2 separate regions of the Mus musculus genome follow, and region 2 is linked to region 1. Evidence: chromatin contacts called from public ChIA-PET data. All regions are on one chromosome and are shown on one strand. Each heading gives the region's core, a stretch centred on a gene start, on an enhancer-like site or on the middle of the called end of the contact. The rest is flanking DNA. Distances are from core to core; before and after follow the strand shown. Region 1 overlaps Dnah6 (dynein, axonemal, heavy chain 6). Region 2 has its middle 9.1 kb from the start of Gm40378.

Region 1 (4,750 bases), core at 681-3,180:
TCTTGGTAGACTTTTAGCACTGGCTTTGGAAAGTAAGAGATGGGATTATCTTGTGAATGTCATTGCAGACTTTGTTCTTTACTACTGAGGACTGAGTTAGCCAGAGCCAGGCTTCACTCACACTGACAGTTTGGGAGACTCAGCCTAAGTTTCTGTATCCCAGAAATGAGAACTTGGATCCAGGAACCTGTGGTCTACCAACCACAGCCTCAGGCTGCCAATCTGAGGACACCTTGTCATCTGGCCTGAAGTAAGAATAGGTAGCTAGAAAGAGTAGGCAACCCCCGACCCCCACCCCACCCCCACCCCACCCCGGGAAGTCTCCATAGTCTAACCAATTGTAGAATCAGTCAGACCTCTAGAGACAGAGCTAACCAATCAAGGTAAAAGGGCACACACCCCTCCCTGGAATCCCCTGTCAATAAAAGCCACCTGGGCTGCGGGGCGTCCTCCAGGGGTATCCATTTCCAAATGAAGAAACCCCCTGCATGCAGGAAATTCAGCTGAATCGACATCTATTCTGTCCCAGCACACACATGGCAGCTCATCTCCTTCCTCAACTCCAGGAGATCCAACATTCTATTCTGTCCTCCTTGGGTACCAGACATACACACACAGTGCACAGACATGTATTTAAGCAAAGCATTCATACCTGTTAAATAATATTTTTTAGAGCTGTGAGCCCACACTGACATCTTAGAGAAGAACATGTATTCTCTAAGAATGGTGATAGCAAGTAAGGCTATGGGACAATTTTAATATCAGAAAGCAGCCTCTTGTTGATTTAAAATACCATGAATTTTTAAAAGCCAGGGAGCATTGGAGATGGCTCAGCAAGTAGAGGAACTTGCTTCCAAACCTGGTATCCTGAGTTCACTCCTTGGGGCCTACCTGTTGGAGAGAGCTGACCCCATATGCCTGCTGACCTGCATATGCCTCTCCCATTTGGCACATGTCCCCCAAAAATGTAATTTTAAAAGTGTAAGTAATTAAAGATATTCTAAGAACATTTTACATCTTGCAGGGAACTGTTCTTGATTGTGAGCCAAGGTATCCGAGAGTGAAGTGTTATGATGTCCGCAACCCACTTTAAGTGACAAAGCAACAGGCACACATGGGTGTGTGGACAGGCGTAAAGTAAATGGAACAATTCTTGAATCTGGGTGGGAGGGGTGTAAGCTTGTGCACGGTTCCTTCGGCATTTCCATATATTTGGAACTTCGGATAAGGGAGAGTACCATGCTGCAGTCTCTATGCAAGGAGAGAGAGACTGCAGTGAGGTGTGGGACACTGGGACACTGGGACAGTCTGTGGTTCCCAGGAGAGGGAGCTTGTACCTGGATTTCAGCCAGCCAGTCCCTGCTCCCTCTCCTAAAGACCCTGCTAACATCTGTAACATTGATTCTTCTGAAAACAGACTTTATTCTGGGCCAGCGAGAGAGCTCAGTGGATAAGGGTCTTTGTAGCCAAGGCTTAAGACCTGCATTTAACCTCTGAACCCATACGTTGGAAGGATAGAACCTATTTTCATAAGTTATTCTCTGGCGTCTAAATATGTTTTATGCATGTGTGTGTGCATGCACACACATAGTCTATGTAAAAATATTTTTGTTAAATTAGGGAAAATTCAACACTGTTAATGCTGCTTATTATATTTCTCTTTGAGGTGTTTATCTACAACTTCTCATAATAAAATAGAGACAGAAAAATTTTAACATATTGTAAACCAGTTCACAAAAACCGATAGTGAACAACAACTACCCTAAGTACAGAAATCCTGAAGCCGTTATTAAAATCAAGAATAAGGTCATCAATATCACTATCACCTTAGTGTTTGTTTTGGTTCCTGTTCTGTTGCTGTAGAGAGGAACATGATCAAGGCAACATAGAGAAGAAAGCATTTAGTTGGGGGTTTGCTTGTGGTTTCAGAAAGAAAGTCCATGACCATCGTGGTGGTGAGTAAGGCAGGAAGTGGGTAAGCATGGCGCCAGGGAGGTAGCTGAGAGTTGTCATCTGACTTGTGAGCAGGAAACAGCGAGAGAGAGAGAGAGAGAGAGAGAGAGAGAGAGAGAGACTTCTGAAGCCTCTAAGTCTCTCAAATTGTTCCTCAAGCTGGAAAGCAGACATTCAAATATATATGGGGACCATTCTCATTCTAACTACCACAGTATCAATTCTTCATTTTTGTCAGGGCACCTAGAACAACTGCCTTAGAATTTGGATCTGGAACATTCCTTAAATGCATATGTGCTGAAGGCTTGGTTCACAACCAGTGATACTACTAAGAAATGGCAGACACCAGAAGCTGGGGCCCACTTGAGTGTTGAGCGAAGCAGGTTGTCTGGGACATATGTTAAGGGTGTGTATGGTCCTCGGCTCCTTCCCTTTTCTTTCTTTCTGCCTCCTGGATGCCACAGCCGCCTCCATCACATGCTCCATCAACACTTTACTCTGCCTTGTTGCAGGTCCAGAGCAGAGCTGGCTGCCCAGGGACTGAAGCCTATGAAGTGTGAGCCTCAGTAAACCTCTTCTCTTTAAGTTCATTTCCTCAGGCATTTTGCCAGGGTGACAGAAACTTATGGAATGAAGATTCAGAAAAAAGCTTTCTACCACAGGCCAGATAAATGTTTTAAGCATTATGGGCCATAGAGTTTCTATTACAACCATATACTTCTGACATGGAAGCAGAAAAGAACTCTTGGGCATTATGCAAATAAATGGATGCGGCAGCCATCAATCCAAAAGATTAGAGTGTTCAATTTGACCTATGGGTCATAGTTTGAAAACTAAATAAATTAATTGGTTCAGTCATAAAGGCAGGAATATTAGAATTAGTTATATCTGTTATTTACATATATATCTGTGATATATATGTATATATATCGAAAACAAAAGCTGAAAATTAAATATGAGAATTTAAAAGGATATTATTGACAATAAACAGAATTCCTTAATTTCATTCTTGTGTATGTGTCTGAGTATGTGTGCACTACATGTGTGTGGGTACCCATAGCATCCAGAAATGGGTGTTGTATCCCTAGAGCTGTAGTTACAGATGGTTGTGATAGGAAGTGAACTCAGGTACTTCAGAAGAGCAGCAAAAGCTCTTATCTGCTGTGTCAGCTCTCCAGACCCCTGACAGGGCCTTCTTTCAAAATAAGGAACCAAATTAAAATAGTCAGCAATCATTTTTACATGAAAAAGACAGGACCTTATTATAGAGAAACTATTTAAGCACTAAAAAAATAATCAAAAATTAAAAGAGCCAAATGGGAATTATGGGAAATATGACATGAAAAATCTTCATCAATATAGAAAATAATTTAATTTAATAAAATGTGACACTTATTTTAATAAAAAATATTAATCAAATATAATATGACTTACATCAACAATATGAATCACTGTAAATCTGTGTGTCCAGCACAAGTAAAGACCCGAGTCCACAAATGTGTGGCTGTGCACACCCTCGCCTCCATTACGATCAGAAAGAATAGTTCTCTTTCTGGTGGGCAACTTGAAGCGCTTTTCCAAGTTATCTTGGAGGCAGAGGCAGGCAGACTGATGGACTCTCAAGGCCAGCCTGGTCTGCATAGCAAGTTCCAGATCAGCCAGGGATAGATAGTGAGAACCTAGCTGGAAAAACTCTGTGTGTGTGCGTTTGTGTTTGTGTGTGTGTGTGTGTGTGTGTGTGTGTGTGTGTGTGTGTGTGTGTGATCTGTTTGCTTGGGGTTTCCTTTTTTAACTTACCAGAGGCTCCAGCTTCACAGGCTGCTGTCTCTTTCTGGTCCTCTCTTGAGCTTTTGTGGTATGCCTAAATACCAGGGTTGGAGGTTCAGGTTCATTTTCTTTGAGTGACACATAATTCAGAATTCCCTTTGCTTTTATTTTGTTTAGTCTGGCAAGTATAGGATTTTCTTCTGCCTGGTGTTCAATACTTTTCAGGTCAATTTCATCCTCTGTGCCTTGGAAAGCCATCCTTATTCCTACACAAGTGGGATAAAGAAAAGAAAAAAAGAGGTCAGTGTTGGGAGCCGCGCCCACATTCGCCGTTACAAGATGGCGCTGACAGCTGTGTTCTAAGTGGTAAACAAATAATCTGCGCATGTGCCAAGGGTATCTTATGACTACTTGTGCTCTGCCTTCCCCGTGACGTCAACTCGGCCGATGGGCTGCAGCCAATCAGGGAGTGACACGTCCGAGGCGAAGGAGAATTCTCCTTAAAGAGGGACGGGGTTTCGTTTTCTCTCTCTCTTGCTTCTTGCTCTCTTGCTTCTTACACGCTTGCTCCTGAAGATGTAAGAAATAAAGCTTTGCCGCAGAAGATTCTGGTCTGTGGTGTTCTTCCTGGCCGGTCGTGAGAACGCGTCTAATAACAATTGGTGCCGAATTCCGGGACGAAAAAAAAACTCGGGACTGGCGCAAGGAAGATCCCTCATTCCAGAACCAGAACTGCGGGTCGCGGTAATAAAGGTTCCCGTAAAGCAGACTGTTAAGAAGGATTCAACTGTATGAATTCAGAACTTTTCAGCTGGGGAACGAGAGTACCAGTGAGTACAGCTTTACGAGGTAAGTCTGATCTTGAACTTTCTAACGAAATTCAAGACAGTCTATCAGAAGTAAAGTGGAATATGTTTGGCCTTGAATTTTTTCTGGTGTTAGGAGCCCTTTTGTTCCTTTTCACATGTTATCAAGTGATTAAGATAGGGCTGAAAATTCTAGAGGAAATTCAGGACAAGCTATCAGAAGT
Region 2 (4,715 bases), core at 324-2,823, 69 kb after region 1:
TGAGCCACCATGTGGTTGCTGGGAATTGAACTCAAGTCCTCTGGAAGAGCAGTCAGTGCTCTTAACCACTGAGCCATCTCTCCATCCCCCTGGACTGATTTTGGTTCCTCATGGTTTCCATGCCTGGCCTGGTGTTACAGTTCTGCTTTTACTATTGGCACATCCGGCTATATATCTCATCTCCCAGGGGCCGTCTCTATCCCTAAATAGAACACAGTCCCTTCTTGAATTTTGTACAACTCACCTTTTTTTTTCATTGTTAAAGATATATTTTTATGTGTATGTGTGGTGTTTGTGGGTGGGTTTGTGCATGAGAGTGCAGATGCCCCCAGAGGGCAGAAGAGGGCATCGGATCACCTGGAGCTGGAGTTATAGGCAGTCGGGAGAGAGCTGCCTACAACTCCTACAACTCATTTTTTTAACACTATTTTTTTTTTATTATTATTAATCCTTTGGGAATTTCACACTATGCACCCTAGTCCCACTGATATCCCAGTCCTTCCATATCTGCCCTCCACTCTTCTAATGCCTGCTCCCCCACCCCCAATAAAATAAAATAACAAACCATCTTGCTGACCTCTGGGCAGCAACCTGCTCCTCTATCTATCAAGGCCTTCTGGCACCCGTCACAGCAGTCAGTGCTCCAGCTCCACTGTGTGTAACCTGCTCCTCTGCTTTTCCCACCTCTCTATCACATAATCGTTCATTGTCATGGCACTGGAAACTATTGCCTTTTGCCCAAATAACTTTACCTGCAAATGTTCATGGTAGTGAGTTGTTGGTCTGGGTCAAGGCCTCTGGCTTCTACTACACCATCAATACTGGCCCCTCACCAAGACTCCTCTGGGATATCCTGCTGTTGCCCTAAGTCATAGAGATCCTGTGGCTTTTCTTCTGTAGGCCTGGCCCCTCCAGCTCATAGATGGAGTCAGTGTTGGGGGTGGATCTGAGCCTGGGCAGTAGCTGAGCTGTTCAGCCAGCCAGCTCTCCCATGCCCATGCCATGGGGGCCAGCTCTCCCTTGACCATGCTGCCTGGACCAGCTCTCCTGTACTGCCCAGGTAAGGGATGGGCCCAGCTCAAGCTCAGCATGGCCCTTTTGACATCAACGTGGCTTCAGGTGGCAGCTCAGGTCATAGACATCTGCATGACCCTTGGTAGCATGGACTATGGACATCAATACAGACCCCCACTGCAGTAGGGACAGCTATGGACATCAATAAAGACCCCTACTGCAGTAGGGACATGACCCCAGACATGGTCCTCAGCATTAGCATGGGCCGGGACAGCAGGGGCCTCTCACATCACTGCCATTGCATCTCCAGTTCTGCCTCTCTTCACAGTCCACAAAACCATTCTGTTTCTCTTCCTCTCCCGTCTCCCCACCACATACTTGCTCACGGTCGTGGTACCTGCCTGCCCACATCTGAAGGCAGTGGGCAGGCCTCTGCCACAACTCATTCTTGACACTGCTGTGCAGTAGATTTGCCAAGAGAAACAACAGATGTGCTCAGGGTGACGGCTCGGGTCACACCACAGTCACAGAGAAGTCCTGGCCAGGGAACTTTGCCCTCCAGGTTTACCACAGTGCGTCTCTCATAGCAGGCTGGCATTCAGGCCTCTCCTCCTCAGCTCAAACTCCCAGTGTGAGTAGCTCGATGCAGTCTCACTACTCCAGCTGCTGCCAGCTCGGAAAGTCCCCCCCCCCCTTTTTTTTTTCTGAAGAGTCTGCCGCAGTACTTACTGTATCTTAGTCCCAGCTCCTCAGGGGATCCTGGTCGTGAAGATGAAACACAACGGCCTTTGGAAAATGTCTTAAGTAGTCACTGTCCCAGGAGTCTCCTGCGAGAGCTTCTGGTGTTACTCGTAGGTGGGACTCTTGTCCTGCTTCCCTGACCTCTCCCTTTAGAGTCACATCTTCACATCAGCTCCCCAGCACTGACTGCTGTGTCCCAGCCTTTGGTCCAGTTCTCACCTCACCTGCCTGTGTTAACTAGAGACCCCGCAGGTAAGGGGTGTCATCTCACAAAGTGCTCCCACTTCACAAGCCAGCCACAAATCCTGACATCGCCATACTGCCCACACTTGGCGTGGTTTTAGGTTGGAGAGTTCTGTAACTCCCTACAGACTAATTTGCTGGGGTGACCCAACTCGGAAACCACAAGTACGTAGGAACATAGTTTTGTTATAAAACATCTTAGGATCAGCCAACTAGTAGAGAGGACTACCTCAAGGACAGGAGGGTAGATAGGACAAAGAGCCTCAGTCCCCGTGGAGATGGAGTGTGCCACACTCCTGCTGCTTCAGCATTAGTCCTGAGATGCCAGAGAGGACTTGACTTTTCTCTCAGGAAACGAGAAGGCTGCGGAGCAAATAGACTTCCTGCCAGGCTAGCCCCTTGGGAATTGGAGGAGAGAGGATCGGGAGTTTGAGATGATTCTCAGCTACAAATTCTGGGCTACATGAGACTGTTTCAGAGCTCTGAGCGGTTTGGGAGGGATGGAAATGAGTACGTGTGAAGTAAAAGTTTAACCAGCAATGCCCATCTTGAACTTCTGGTCTCCTGCTTTGGGTCTGGTGATTCTGGGCTCCCAGGTTACAGTGCTTGGCTACAAGTCTTCTCTGAGGAATTTTTATTTAACACTGAGCTCTCGGAGAGGACGAGTTGTACCTGGGAACCAGAGAGTTTAATGTGTCCCCATACCCTACTCTGTCATTTCATCCTGGCCACTTAGAAAGACGAGAACAGTTCCCTGTGGATGTCCCTTGGAGGGCCTTTGACTTTATGATTGCGTTTGTTTACTTGGAATCCTGTGTTCTCACTTGGTTGTGAATCTCCTATTAGAACTCTCTCTCCTGGGTAGGTCATTAATTAGGACTTTATCTCTCACATATTTGAATGTTGGTTGTCCTTTGACCTTTGCTTTGGGAGCCCCTCCCTTTAGTTTGTAAGCATCCTGAGTTGTCATGGTAGGTGGACAGTGGTGTCTTAATACCAATGGTGTCCTAATACTTAAATAAGACCCTCAAGTCAGCCACCGCGAGAAACTTTTACCACCTTCAGATCTTAGTTGACAACGGATACAAGCTGTTTGTGAAGCTGGTGAGGCCAGTGCTATGTGTGAGATTACAGGAAGGAGTGGTGGCCTACACAGAGGAACACAATCACTGCCCAGGCCAAACCCTGACATGGAGGGAGGGGGATGCATACCCTGACTAACCCACCCTCCTCTCTTATGTCCTGATAGCTGAACCGGGCAGAAAGCAGAGAATGTACAAGCCCATTTGATGCCATCAATAGGACTGTCTCTCAGGGACACAGAATCACAGCAAAGATAGAGAATGGGTCCAGATGACCAACTAGAAACTTAGAATTTCACCCTCTGAGTCATATTTGTCCAGGGTAGCAGCTGGTCACTTTGGGTCTTACACATCTGCAGAGACAGGCTACAGGCTATGTTTGGAGCAATACCTAGTGGCTCCCGGGAAGTTTGTGATAGACATTTGCTTTTTAGAGGAGTAGGGGCTTGACAGAGTGGTGGGGCGGGATGTTGGGCCAATTCAATGGCTTCAGAGTTCATCCTTTATTGATTCTCTGAGTTTTGGTGGTGACCGGAGTTCCAGGCCACTCCCAGGCTGCTTCCTCCAGAAAGGGACATCTTTTTTTCTCGGAACTCAGAGGCAGAATGGGATTGTTCCCTGAAGCTCACAGCTGGGTAACACTGGCCACGGACACAAGTCTCCTGTTGTCGTTCTCAGATGTTCTTGTCCCTGTTGGTAGAAGAGTGATCTGAAGATTGTCCTAGCCTCACGTCTCAGCTAGGATCCAAGGAGCTGAAGTCTAAACTCATAGTTGGGTTGGCAGAAAAACTGAAGTTTGACCTGAACTCACTTCTCCCATGCCTCACTTGGCAAAGGGGACAAGGAAGTCACATGAGCATGTCACTAAGAAGGGGCACAAATGTGAAGGGAGGAGCGTAAATAGCCAGCATTCTTAGGAGTGTCATGGGCCACACACAAGTTATTCAAATATGTGAAGCATACAGAGAACCCACCCTCTTGAAATTTCCCATATTCTACAAGTTGGGTAAGTTGGTCCTGAGAGCAGAGCGCAGCCAGAGCGAGCCCCCTGGCCATGAGATAGAGTCCAGCTTGTGGCGGCACGGGAATCAGGGCTTCCTGTTTTGCTTTAGTGACTCGGAACACAGCTCTTCTCTCTAATTCAAATCAACGAGTCTAAGCTTTCATAACTTTTTAGCCCATTAGTATTCTGATGTGGGAAGGGAGGTCCGCACTGGAATTCACATTTCAGTATTTGAGAATATTACTTTTGTCACGGGGAGTTGAGGGTCTCTCTGCCACGTAGGTGGGTTGGTGCTGTGTGAAATTCTAGGCAGGTAGGGAAGGTGAACCCGTGGTTTGGCTGAGCGTGTCCCCCATCACAAGTTTCTTGCTTGAGATGAAGCCCTGAGATAAACCACACATGCACCCTCCTTCCCTTGAGTACACCCCTGCTGGAAAACTCATCTTCTCACACGCCTAAGTCACTCCTACTTTTCAATTGTACTTTGCATGTCACCTGCCTGCCCCAAAGCTTTTAGGGAGAGTGCTCTGCATTTGACCTCCTGTGCTCAAATTATCTGTTGCTCGTGGAGTTTGCCTGGCCTTACCATTTATCTTTCCTATAACTGCCTTGTGCTCCACAAGCAGACTGTT

What was found. ChIA-PET counts read pairs in DNA pulled down with a chosen protein or histone mark.
Region 2: a contact with region 1 is called in an RNA polymerase II ChIA-PET map of memory CD8 T cells, with 41 read pairs. The contact joins two enhancer-like sites. A contact is called at or near these places in 2 of 115 datasets of contacts at active chromatin or transcription factors (embryonic stem cells and memory CD8 T cells) and 2 of 9 other capture datasets (adipose tissue and liver).

What each region holds. Positions count from the first base shown.
Region 1 is chr6:73,208,686-73,213,435 of GRCm38.p6, forward strand. It overlaps Dnah6 (dynein, axonemal, heavy chain 6), which reads right to left. Exons shown (of 77, transcript NM_001164669.1): 2 at 3,751-3,986; 3 at 1-23. The coding sequence starts at 3,978. Among named protein-coding and RNA genes, the nearest start is that of Dnah6, 11 kb to the right of the region's middle. Within about 2 kb of position 1,931, at least 106 of the 459 cell types and tissues checked have an H3K27ac peak or open chromatin away from gene starts, as enhancers often do. A contact at or near this core is called in memory CD8 T cells, where this site is marked.
Region 2 is chr6:73,278,383-73,283,097 of GRCm38.p6, forward strand. No RefSeq gene overlaps it. Among named protein-coding and RNA genes, the nearest start is that of Gm40378, 9.1 kb to the right of the region's middle. Within about 2 kb of position 1,574, at least 30 of the 459 cell types and tissues checked have an H3K27ac peak or open chromatin away from gene starts, as enhancers often do. A contact at or near this core is called in memory CD8 T cells, where this site is marked.